Regions from separate parts of the Mus musculus genome. Here region 2 is linked to region 1. A link is a contact called in public promoter capture Hi-C data. All regions are on one chromosome and are shown on one strand. The core of a region is the stretch at or near the end of the contact, and the rest is flanking DNA. Distances in the headings are between cores, read along the strand shown. Region 1 has its middle 16 kb from the start of Gm30827. Region 2 has its middle 50 kb from the start of Gm40178.

Region 1 (6,482 bases), core at 1,935-4,434:
GGAAGACAATGTCTGATGCCTTCACTTCCAATTTCTCCTTTCCATCACCCATACCACCCCTTCCCAACATGTAAATAAGGACTAGAAACTGAAGCCAAATCTAACCTGCTCTGGCTTATATTAACTCATAAGCTTAGCAGCATTATTTTCTTTTTAACTCTTGTTTTGTTTGGCTTGGTTTGGCTTTCTAATACAAGGACTCCCTATAGAAGCCAGACTGATCTCCAGCTCATGGCAATTCTCCTGCCTCAGCCTCCTATGTCCTGGGATTACATTCTTCAATCGACATGTCCCACAAAGGAGATGCTTTCAAAAATAAAAATAAATAAATAAATAAAATAAAAAACATTGTTAATGAGCAAATAACCATTATAGGATGTGAGTGTGGTTCAGATACCTGCCTGTGCTGGGCTCCAGTTTTTTAACCCCAGACTGCAAAACTAACAAAAATATAAACAGGGGTTAATTTTCATGCTAATAACAGAAACATCACAGAGACAAAATTTTATTTCATTAGATTCCTCCCTCACCCCCAGGAAACAATAAAATAAGCGAAGGCATTTTAAAATGGAGGATGTAACAATATGTGAACTGCCTTTTGTGTACACTGTGGGTACCACAGCACTCACAACCAAATAGGCAAAGGGTGTTAGTGTTCCTCTTTATTCTCCTATTAAAGCAATCAGAGAAAGCACAACTAGCCCGGTATTTTATTCCCCACCACAGAAGCCCAGGGTATCTTAACTCTAGGCTATAATTTCTATTTGTTGACACAATGAAGTAGTTTTGTATCGTATCCATCTTTTTGTAAACATACACAGCCTATCAGTCTCCAGTGTGCCTTGTGTCGATTCACAGGAAGCCTTCAGCAAGCACCTGGCAACGAATGGCTGGAACATGGGACCAGAATCCAGCACTACCAAAGGATAGTCCCAACAGCCACAAGAAAACTGAGGACTTTAGGAACGAAAACAACTTTAAGGATCGAAAAATGAGGAGGGCAAGGAAGAAGCTGGGGATGGGACAATAGGGAGAGCCTTGCTTAGTAGCAACTAGAAGGCTCAATTCCTAGCACTGAGGGAAGGGGGGCGGAAATTAGTGGAGAAAAGGATGTGTAAGAAAAGTAATTTCAAATCAATAACCACAGCACCGAGCACTAAAAGACAGATGCTTTTAATGCAGAAGACTGAAATTTCCCTGTGGAAGGTATGTGTGGAATGAAAAAAGAAAAAGAAAAAGAAAATAAATGTTGCTTTTAAGGGAAGACAGAAAAATCATTTTTAACAACTCTTTCTCTACCTAAATGGAAGCTGGGAACTGGTTACATCATGGTACTCTACGGAAAATAAACACTAAGTACTAAGTTTATCAACATTGTGTCATGGTTCAGCCATCTTATGGCAAACTAGTAACTCTGGGTTACTATCCTCTAAGGGGGAAAAAAAAGCATTAGTCAAGACCAAAGTCCCGCCCCACCAGCCAACTGCCATTTTGACAGTAGTTGGGGTTAGATTGTTCTGCCGTCCAATGCTGGAGTACAGTCAGACGTATAGACCGGCACAGCAGTGTCACGGAGAGTGGCAACAGTGGGCAGTGTGGCTGCTTTATGGTCCAAAGGCTGAAAAGTCCTTGAAAGCAGAACAGAGCTGAACTCGCCAAATCATTTCCAAAGAGATGCATCAAGCAACCAAACAGAGTTTGGATTTTAAACTTGCATTAATTCTTAACCTAAAACTATCTAGAAATACCATTGTATCAAGAGGATCAGAATATAAATTGTTTGCTTTGTGTATATGGATGGCAAAGAATGGGGTTAAACGGTATGCTTTGATGGCTAAGCCATGCCTTTTTCATTATTTATTAGACTGCCCTGGCCCATCTTTTTGTCACTACTGAGCTAAAATTTCATTGTGCATATCAGAAAAGGACACAGGCTCTATATGCTTTTGTTCTGACAAAATAATATTGGTTGGATTTGATGATCTGTCTCAGGTTAAGCAACCATCTTAGCAGCTTCCACCATCCTTCACAGCCAAGGATTAACGTTCTCTTTTATCGCCATTTCTTTTTTTCTATCGGATAATTTAAAAATATATATCAAGGTTATTTAATATATTCTAGAATAGAATTAAAAATTGGTCATTGACTTAGGGGTGCTTCTCCGGCATGCTTCTCAACCCTGCACATCTGATTTTATGAAGTGCTAGATCCACCCCTTTAAAATGGCTTCGAGGGGGTCCAGGTTTTATCTTAGCCCATCCCCAGCTTTATGTGGGCTTCTTTTAAAGAAACTAATTGCAGTGCTGAAATTCAGAAATTGATGTGAGGTACCGTGTCTGCCTTTTAATGTTTGTAAGATGTTCCTCACAGATTGGGGCAAGGAAGGCATCAACGGCAGAACCAACTGGGACCCGTTTTCGTCCCCCGTTTTCATGCCCTGCCCTGATTAATGCCTTGCTCTGCAGAGGGAGACATTACATCCGGGCTAAGAGAGACCTAAATTTTACCCTCAGGCAGAAATCTGGTTTAAACATCTCTATTTAAAGTGACATTTGTCCTCCTCCTTTCAACTGGTTTCCCTAGAAATTCCAGGAAGTTGACTTCATGACCTAAAAACAGCCCGGTGGCTTTGGAGCAGCCCTTGTGACTATTACTGCAACTGGGTGAAGCTCCGTGGCAGAATGAATCAAGGTGGCCATAAAACAGGTGCCCAGCTATCTGTACTACTTTATTGTGCTCAGAATTTAAGATCGAGGGTTCCATATAACTCTAGTGTTGGTGATAAACGAGAGAGAGAGAGAGAGAGAGAGAGAGAGAGAGAGAGAGAGAGAGAGAGAGAGAGGGAGAGAGAGAGAGAGAGAGAGAGAGAAATCCTAAAGTGTTCCTGGGGCTGCTAACTGGCTCCTTTGTGATGGAGGGAGTTTCTTCAGATTCCTAAAATCATGCATAGCATTTCACAACACTGATCCAAAATATTAACTGATCAAAGAGTCTAAGAAAGCAACCTCTACAAGGAACGATAACACCCAAATGTACAGCTTCTCGCATGCTATCTGACAATTTCCGTGAAAATAAAAACAGGAAGAGAAAAGGGAAGAGATACATTAAAAAAAAAATTAACCCAGTAAGCAAACATGTGCATATTACAACAGAAGCCAACGCCCTCACACTGCTGGTGTGGCTTTTGATATTATTAAGCAATTTCAACACTGCTGGCAAGTTTCTACTAACCAAGGTAATCTAATTTCTGTTGCTTTTCAACCTAAATTGATTTTTTTTTTCCTTTTAGTTGTTCTGGTAATTGAACAAATTTATACAAGTGTGATGGGATTTTACTTACCACCACAATGCATAAAACCCTCTATGAAGACAAACACTATGACTTCATAGTGCTGTATTTTTGTTGTAATTAAACAAATTGTATCGGAATTTGCTTTGTGCTCCTCAGACATTTCCAAAGCATGTCCCATAACTGCACTCTATGGGAAGGTATTATGAGTTCAGTTCCTTAAACTGATTTTCCCCAGGGAGTATTTGCTTGTCAAATAAAAAAGGAAGGGGGGGGGAACACAAATAATAAGCTTTCAAAACTTATTGAATTAAAATTTGTTTTAGAAATATGCAGATTACTGCATTTAATGTATCAACCAATGACCTAATATATATGTGTGTGTGTGTGTGTGTGTGTGTGTGTGTGTGTGTGTGTGTGTGTGTGTTTAAAAGTATTTTTAGCTGATTGGACCTTTCTATTCTTATGGTCCGTGACCTGCCTAAAAATAACGACTTACATCAAAATTACATTAAGGAATTTCTCTAGTATATAACACATGCTTAAGAAAACCTACACATCAGATCCGGGTGACTAACTGAAGTCTAATAGGGCCCACTCACTCCTTGTTGGTGACCACTCAGGTCAGTATACTATGTGTTATGATTCACAGTACCTAATTACAGTAATTAGCCATCTATCTTTATATTAAACAAACCATTTCCTTAAGCTGTTCTTAAAGAATTTTTAAAAAAAAAAGCCAGTTCTTCACCCAATCTTTGAGAGCATCTCAGGCAACCGAAGATTTTACAGAATAGTCTCAGTCTACTTTTCTGATAAGATCACTCTAATTAGCGTAATCTGATGATTAAATGCCTTTTCAACCTTTAATCAGGAATTATTTGCAGAGATGAGTATTTGGGTATGCCTGAAGAACTAGTGTTATGTAACAGAAAGCCTAACCAACCTATGATTTTCATCTAGCTTCCAAGTAGAAATGTTTTAATCTTTGCTTAAAATAGTTCCAAAACAGTTGAGCCTGAGTGAACTGACTCGGAACTGACCAAGATACCTACAAGAATCTAAGTCCTTTTTCCGCTCAGCTACAAACATTGCTATTCTTAGTACGTCATCAAAACCTTCAATTTAGATAAGCATGCTTGTAAAACAGTCTTCGTCCACAACACACCTCATTTCTAGCACATATTACCTACAAAACTGTGGCGTTGTTTTACAAGAATCTACCCGATCAAATGCAGGCAGGTGTCAAATGACCCTTCAAGACTCAGAAGCAGATACAAAGAATCAAGATCACAAAGTGTAAGCTTCCTGCAGGGAAATTACTAAAAGTTGCACTTTGCAGGATGCTCGGTTCTTCTCTGTCCAAAACTGTTTGGCTCTTAACCGAAATCCACCTAGCCTGGGTTATAATTATCAGCACTTAGGTAAGTGATAAAGGTTTCGTTAAAATCAAACCAGAGTCTTGCTTCACAGGTGGGGTGCAGGTGAATGAAGATCACAGACAACAATAAATTTGTAGTGCTGCCTCTTGTCCATAACACATCTGGTAATGAACCATTGTTTAAGTAATTTTTCACAAAAGTTAGGTCAAATAAATATTTTCAGAGAAAGCAGAGCAGTAACGTTTTATTCCTGGGGTTTGCAGGTTGACAGTTCCTCTGACCTTCACCACATCTCTGTCCCTTTTCTCAGTTTGCCATGTTACTTAAGGACAGTAAATTACGACCTTAAATTTGTTCAGAAAGCACACAGAGTGAGTGCCAGGACTGATCAAAGTCCTAACCCGAAGTAAGTCTTGGTTTTGAAGCACTCTACTGCCCTGCATGTTCTGAGAAACACCCAGCAGCCCCGTGCTTCTGCTGAGGTGAGAACTACAGCACTGAAAACTCCCCAGTGCCCATCTGAAAGTAGGACTCTGGGCACTGCATGGGAGAGCTATGTATTCATATTCGCTTTCATGGCATTCGGAAGTTCTGCTGGGTGCTTTGATGTCACTCCACTAATAAAGCTGGGCGAAAAGCCTGGAAAACAAAAGTTATTTATTGGAAATTCTCATGTCAAAACTTGAAGTAATTGGTTTGGTCTAGCCCACATGATTCAATATTCCGAATTCCCTAACTACCTGCTCCCGGGGCTATCTGCATTTCTAAATTCGTTTTCTGTTGCCAACACTTACTACCCTAGTGATTGAAAATGTCAGCTGAAGTGCTTCGACGGCACGTTAGTTTTTCTTTAAGTTGCCCAATTTTGTCATCGAAAAGCAGAGAAATCTTATTTGCACTGCATTTTACACCTTTAGAGATTTGCCAAATCCAAGATCATATAAAAGGAAGAACAATGCTTTCAAGACAATTTTTGAATGATCACTAATAGCTCTCAACGACGGTGTGTTTTCTCCATAATACTTTGTACTCAAAGCAGTTAGCCAAAATTAGGGTACAGAAGTCACAATCACAACCATTGACAGCCCCCCCCCCTCCAATTCTACAGTACTTCTTTGGCTACTGAACAAAGCAGGTTTTTAAAAAGCTATCGTAAAATGATCACTGGGTGAAGTCTCCATTGGAAAGGCACTAAAGAGTCTCATCTTGATCTGAAAACAATTACCACCCCATTAAACAAAAGACTAAAATATTTAGGCAATTAATGGTGGTGGGTTTTCGCCTCTTAAACTGGTACGTGAGAATTTATTTCCAGTATTAGGAGCTAGGACTTCTAACCATCAGTAAACAATCCTTCCTCCAAGATAAGAATGTCAGTTCCTGGTCAAAAACAAACATCACTGGTAAACCAGAGATTGGGGGGGGGGGAGGGAGTCTTACAATTTTCCAACCACTCAGTTTGTCTTTAAAAATCAATTTTGAAAACCTAATGTGATATAAATACAAGTAGTTTTCCCCAGAAGAAGAGTTCTCTCTTGACCTCTCTGCCCTCCACAAATGCCCCACAGACTAGTTTCTTATTTCTTTCTTCATTCAAGTTCTGAGCTGCTAAGAGAAATTCAGATAACACAGTGCTCTCCAGATGGGAGGAAATGAATAATCAAACCAACTAGGTGTTCTCACTGAAAAACAACTTTATGCTAAACAAAAAGGTGGCTAGTGTTTGATCAACTTTTAAAAATTAAAACAAAACTCTACCTAAATAGAATTACCTCTATTTAAAACAAGTCATAAAATTGGAGTCTGGCACT
Region 2 (6,482 bases), core at 2,450-4,949, 1.4 Mb after region 1:
TTTAGGCAATGCCTGGAAACACATTAGATAGAGTTTATGAATGAAGATATCTGTTAAAAAAATCCTTTCTAGTGGGTAGTAAGGTTTTCAGATCTTTCCCCAGTCTGAGATGTGCTCAGTAAACTGTCACATGTCAATTTGTTATTTGCTCCATGAAAGGCACTATTTCTGCCCTTCAAGGTCAATTTCTGTGCAAAAGCTCAATCATGGATAAGAAGTCAAGGGCCATCTGCATGGTGTTCCCCTGCACTTTCCCTTGTGAAGAAAACAGCTACCAACACCATTGATAGACATATTCCCAAGGGAATAAGTTTGTGTATCAGCACCTTCACCCTATAAGGTATCAAATTTATATACCATAATGTACATTTATCATTTACAAATAAGAAACTGTCCCTAGTGCGTACCTATAATATATAGTGTTTATATTCATTTTTATCTGAAATTTATATTACTAGAATTATTTTTCATTTCTTTTACTACATTTAGAAACCATTTGAGTTTTATTCATGCATACTACATGCCTTAATCAAATCCACCACACTCTTTTTTTCTCCAGTTCCTCCTGACTTTCCCTCCCAGTGCCATGAACCTACTTCATTCAGCCTGCCTAGTATTGGGTGTAGGGCTATTTGGGTGTAGGGTGTGGCCAGCCTCTCTCTGGATCATGGCCCTGAAGAAAAGTCCCCCTTGCTCAGCCAACACCCTTTGATTGCCAATAGCTCTTCAGCTCATTGTTGGATTAGAGACCTACCACTTCCATGCTGGGATCTGAGCTGATTTAAGCTTGCACAAGCTTTAAGCATGTCGTCATGGTCACTATGGGTGTACGTGTGCAACAGCACTGCCATAACTTACAAATATTTCCTATCAATGTAGGTTTTTACAACCGTATTGCTCCCTCTTCTGGAAGGTTCCCTGAGGTTGCGATGAGGGCTGATATAGATGGTCCACCTTAAGCTGAGTACAACACAGTCTCTCATTCTCTTCATATTGACCATCCATCCATTTTTGCATCAGTCACCATATGCTGTGGTAAGAAACTTCTCTGACACAGACTGGAATATGTCTTAATCTTTGGGTATAAGGACAGAATAGAAATTTTTCTGATACTACTTATTAATTTATGATCCGGTTATATATTTGCTAAAGTCTTCAAATGTAGGATACTTGGATATTTTGTGTATTTGTTTTTGCTTTTTATTGATTCTTTGTGAATTTCACATCATTTATTCCAAACCATGCATCTTCCTTTCCTCTCATAGTCACCCTCTACCTTTGAAACCTCTCCCACAGAGAAAAAAAAAATTCTTGCTGAAGCTGTAGTATGTTACAGTATGCCCCACAGTACACCCTTTTGTCCATATTTCTTTGCTTACAAGTATTTATTCCAATGTCTGATTGGTCTGGTATGAGGTCTCTGGCTTCTGCTATTCTGTCCAGACTGGAATCTCATTGGTTCTCCTATTGTATATCATGTTATTGCCCTGTATCATGGAGATCCTGTAGTTTTAGATCTGTAGGACCCGCCCCTTCATGGATTCCAGAAGTTGTTAAGTAGGGTAGATGTTGGAGATGGCCAATTCAAAGCCCTAGTCTGGATCTGAGAGGTATCTGAGCTGGTCAGTCTCTGGCTCCTATACACAGGGAGGTAGAGGGGAGAGCAGCTCACCAGCAACACCCACAACTAGGGCCAGCTCTACCCTGTTGCCCAGGGATAGTTCAGTACCTGTTCTCCCAAGTGTTGCAGCTGGTGAGGGTTGTGGCCAGTTCTCCTACTCTCATGACACCAAGGCCAACTCTGCAGCCTGCCACAGGTGGTGAGGGATAAGGGTGGGGAAGAAGGCATCTCTCCCTCCTCTGCACCCACCACCACAACTCCTAAATATGCTGCGCCATTCTCCTTTTCCATGCAGTACAACTGGATAGGGGCAAGTTCAACTCTCCTGGTCTCATGACCTCGGGGCCAGCTTTCCCATGATGCACAAGTGAGAGGCAAGGTCAGTTCTGCACAGCCCTTAGAAATTAATATGTCCCCTGGTGGCAGCCCAGACCAGAGGCGTGTGGTTGATCTTCGATGGTCACAGACCTTTGCTGCTTCAGGGCCATGGAACTAGACATGGCCCTCAGTGGCAGCACAGGCCAGGACCCCACCGAGGTCCCTGGTGGCATCAACAGTTGTTCACATCAGGCTGTTCCGCACTACCCTCTCATCTTCAGTTGTCTCTTCATTGTGTCTGTGTTCTTCTCTTTCTTATTCTCTTCCATTTCTTCACTCCTTACTTTTCTCCTCTTAGTAGTGTTCAGCAGGTCTCTGAATGTCTGGGGGTGTCTCATCTCAGGAGTGCTATACCCACTTGTGCAATATGACACTGGTCAGGAGTCATCTTGGACATGGTCTGACCCCTCCCCAGGCCTACTTGGGGCCCGAGTGGTGATCATCGCAGGATAGCCCCATGTCTAGGCCCGATGCCACCTGTCTGCTAGTCTGAGTATCTTGTTTAATACACAGTCAATCCAAGTGGCCTCTTCTAAGGGTCTTCGATCTCAAGTTCACTCCTGCCCAGACCGTTGGTCCCAGATGGGAACTTGTAATTTCCAGCTTGTTCCCCATCCTAGGAGCCTGTCCAGGCCTGCTTAGCCCCAGACTGGTGGTCATCTCAGGGCAGGAGGATAGGAGTGGGTGGGTGGGGGAGCACCCTCATAGAGGTGGAGGGAGGGGGATGGGGAAGGCGGTTTTCAAAGGGGAGACATGGAAAGGGGAAAACATTTTAAGTGCAAGTAAAGAAAATATCCAATAAAAAAATGCACCAAATAACAATATATATGTTGGAAAAGCACCATGCCCTTTTTAGTGCTGATTGAACACAAGACCACAAGGCTTGTGGGTAGCACTGGATCCACTGCTATCTGGAGTATCAGGGCTGCTCACTTGATCTTGAATTGCAATGAAAGTCAGTCCTTAAGCAATTTAAATGAAATTAGTTTATGCACTTAGGCCAAGTGGCAGCCCACTGTGGAAATGGAAACAGGTCAGTTTCCAGCTGCCATCACATAGGGTGACAGTGCAGATGAGGGACCAGAAACTACATTACAGCCACCTGAGTCAAGACAGACACTGTCAGGCTGCTGTCAGAGAAGACACTGGAGCACTGACCTCATCGTGAAAGTCAAGTTTGCAGGTCACAAGTTGACTGTTGCTCTCTGCTCTGTCATTTGTCTACTCCACGGGCACATTTCCTGGGTACAGTTACCTAACATTTGATGAAAACGGACATTGAAATGGAAAACTGGAGTGGTGATGAATTGTATGAGCATTTTGTGGAGCAGTGTACAGTCGACGACGGAGAGTACCCTGAGGAAGAGAAACCTGGGATGCGGTTCTTAAGACAATATTTGACTTCTCAGTGAATTTGCCTAGTTCAGGGCCTTGGATTACTCAAGAGATAACAACTCAGTGGTAGCCTGCGAAAGCTGTGTCACAGGAGCCCTGCTGCAGACCCAATCTCCCACTGTGACTTCACAGAGCAGCTCAGCCTAAAACAAAGAAAAACAAATGCCCATGAAAACCCAGCGAAAGGTCACAGAAAGGAGAGGCAGAACTCATTAATTTTTTTCCAGGCCCGAGGGTTCATTCTTTAAAATGTGTGCCACATTGGCACGTGCTGTTCACAGAGCGCTTTTCTTTTGTTTGAAAGCTTACCCTCTCCAGTTTGCCTTACCCAGTGCTGGCTGCCCTTCAGCTCCATGCCCTGGGGTTAGCTCAAGCAGCCTTGCAAATTCAAAACCAGGTGACTTTGTGATTCAGCCCAGGTGGGTCTGCCTCATGACAGAGTTTACTCCTTAAATAATTTTATACTGGTTAATTATTCATCTAAAATAGAAGTAAGTGCAAGCAATAGAATTCACATCATCACCTTACTAGGTAAATTCTTTTCTTTTTGATAGCTACAGCATTTTCATTGGACTTTTGGGAAGAATCCCAGTAAATTATTATCCCTGATATCTACATGTCGGTTCAGGCATTAGAGTCAGGTAATGAATTTGAAGTGGTACATACCTAAATTCGGACTTTGTTTTGTCTCCCTCGTTAATTTCTGTCTTCTTTCTCCCTGTCTATCTCCCCGCTCTCCGATCTCTCCCTCTTTCTCCTGTGTGTTTAGGTGCTTTATGCTTCCTTCACTTGCAGAGGCCAGAGGAAGGTGTCACAGCTTCCGTTCTGTCACTCTCAGCTTTACTCCCTGGGGACAGGATCTTTCCCTGCATTAGATGGTGGTAACCAGGTCTAGTCTATTGTCCTGCCTTAGCCTCTGACAGAGCAGGAGTTAGAGGTGTATGTGTGACCATGGGGCTTTGTATGTGGGTTCTGAAGATCAAATTCCCAAGCCTATGTTTCATGTTTTCTATCAGGTAGAGGAGAGGGAAATGTTGGAGAAAAGCTAGAGGAGGAAGATCGTCTAGGGGAGGAGGAGAAGGGAAAGGAAAAGAATAGGCTAAGTGTATAACTGTCCGTTTCCCCACTCACTTAGTAACTAACAGTGCCCATTTAATAGTTTAAAGATCTTAAGGACACACATTCAGAGTCACGAGTCTCCAAGTATGGGTTTAGTTTTCTACCCAGGTCTTTAGGTAAAAACATTTTCAGAAAATATTCCATTCTATTTATCAGTGGTATTAAAAACTTTTAAATGTAATTAAATTTTGCCCTTGCAACGTAATTAGTATACAGCATCATTATGAAAATACTGACTCAAAATATTGGAATTATTTCCAAGTCTGCTTGTAAGTCGTGTTTATTGAGACATTGTTGGCAAGCTTAATGACTGTCATTATTGGCAAAATCAACTGGTAAAAATCCATAGATCCAACTGGAAGAAGTGCAGATTGCCTGCATTTGTGATATCTTGAGATTCATATTTCATGCTTATGCAATAATAATGCAAATATTTTATAGATTTCTAACTGGGAGGTTTTGAGTTTCTCATTTTCATCAGCTATTCTTTTATGAAAATGACTTATTTTAACATTTGTTAAATATTTTAGTTTTCTCTCTAACTATGTGCATATGAATGTTGGTTCTTACAAGTACAAACAGTGCCAAGTAGGACCAAAGGAGGGTATGTGATTCCGAGTTAAATGGAGTTCATAGTGAGCAGTCTGTGAGTGCAGAACTCTGAATTCCTGGTTGCTATAAGAGCAGTATGCACTCTTTACCACTGAGCAATTTCTCCAGCACCATATTTTCATATGTTTTCATATAATATGCTCCAAGGTACTTATATCTTTTATTGGGGAAATCCATCATCAAATTATATCATTAGACATACATTGTAAAGCAACAGATAAAGGCATTTTTGTTAGGGGTATTCTTTTCATAAGTAAATTCATTGAAAGGGGAATGCATTTTTCTCCACAGTAAGGAGTTCTATAAACAGCAACTCTTTCATAATTTCCTATTAAAATGTGAGAATTCTGAAATATTTATTTTGAAAGGGAAAGATGCAAATTATTTTCTTTATGTTATAAGATAAGAAAGATAGCTCTTGTTGGCAAGCAAGATTTATTTTCACAATATCTTCATTAAACGTTTGTAGGTTTGTAATATAGATAATGTATTGTCTCTGTGTTCATCTTCATAAATTACAATTTCTAGAATATGTTGGCAAATAATAAAGTAAGAATGACACCTGAGTGCACAGGTTCAGATATTCTTTGCTGAGTATATGCTAGTGTCAACTTCACAGCTTGGGGACAAAGTTTGCTGCGGGGCAGTAGGCATGGGGGAATAAAGGGAGTGGGAGAAAACCTTGGTCCAGCCAGAGTTCCAGTGCTCTGGACGCAGAGGACTGCCACATGCTTTCCAAGCGCCCCTGGTGGGTGTCTGGCTGTGGGAAGCTAAGGACTCAGCCCGCAGGGGTAGACAAGGGGCAGTCCGAGGTCTCTGGTCCTCATGGAGGCTAACGATAGCAGGTTCTCAGTCTCAGACATCTCAGACACCTCTGGACACTGCGGAAGAGCTGAGAGCAAAGTGGAGGCCAGGTAGGCTCTGTCGTCTGGAGCCAAAGGGAAGAGAGGACAGGGAGAGAGAGGGCGCTGGGTGGTTCCCACACGGGCTAGTCCATGGTCTGGTCTGTGGCTGGAAGGCCTACCAGCAGTATATTAGACATGGCTCTTTAGGGAAAAGCCTATTCTATTGTTCAGGGATGGTAGGCCTTGATGAGCAGAAACAGTCTATGGTTTTAGAGCTTTATTGTAGAAAGGCAGGGAGAAGGAGAGAAGGTAGAAAGAGGGAGACCAGCCATGGCCACATGGAGAGAAGGGGGAAGGGACAGAGAGAAGGAGGGCTAGAGATGAGAGTAAGAAGGTGAGAGCTTAAAGAGAGTGAGGAGGGGTCAAGCAGCTCCTTTTATAGTGGGCTGGGCTACCTTGCTGTTGCCAGGTAACTGTGGAGAGGCATCTATCCAGGATGCCAAGAGATTGGG

The links. Promoter capture Hi-C pulls out the DNA fragments that hold promoters and counts their contacts.
Region 2: a contact with region 1 is called in a promoter capture Hi-C map of liver, with 2.7 times the contacts expected there. The contact joins two enhancer-like sites. A contact is called at or near these places in 4 of 39 promoter capture datasets (the 3T3-L1 cell line, 3T3-L1-derived adipocytes, frontonasal cranial neural crest and 1 more) and 1 of 484 Hi-C or Micro-C datasets (the N1E-115 cell line).

Annotation. Positions count from the first base shown.
Region 1 is chr3:148,979,402-148,985,883 of GRCm38.p6, forward strand. It overlaps a transcript of Adgrl2 not described here. Among named protein-coding and RNA genes, the nearest start is that of Gm30827, 16 kb to the right of the region's middle. Within about 2 kb of position 3,185, at least 15 of the 459 cell types and tissues checked have an H3K27ac peak or open chromatin away from gene starts, as enhancers often do. A contact at or near this core is called in liver, where this site is marked.
Region 2 is chr3:150,348,807-150,355,288 of GRCm38.p6, forward strand. No RefSeq gene overlaps it. Among named protein-coding and RNA genes, the nearest start is that of Gm40178, 50 kb to the right of the region's middle. Within about 2 kb of position 3,700, at least 7 of the 459 cell types and tissues checked have an H3K27ac peak or open chromatin away from gene starts, as enhancers often do. A contact at or near this core is called in liver, where this site is marked.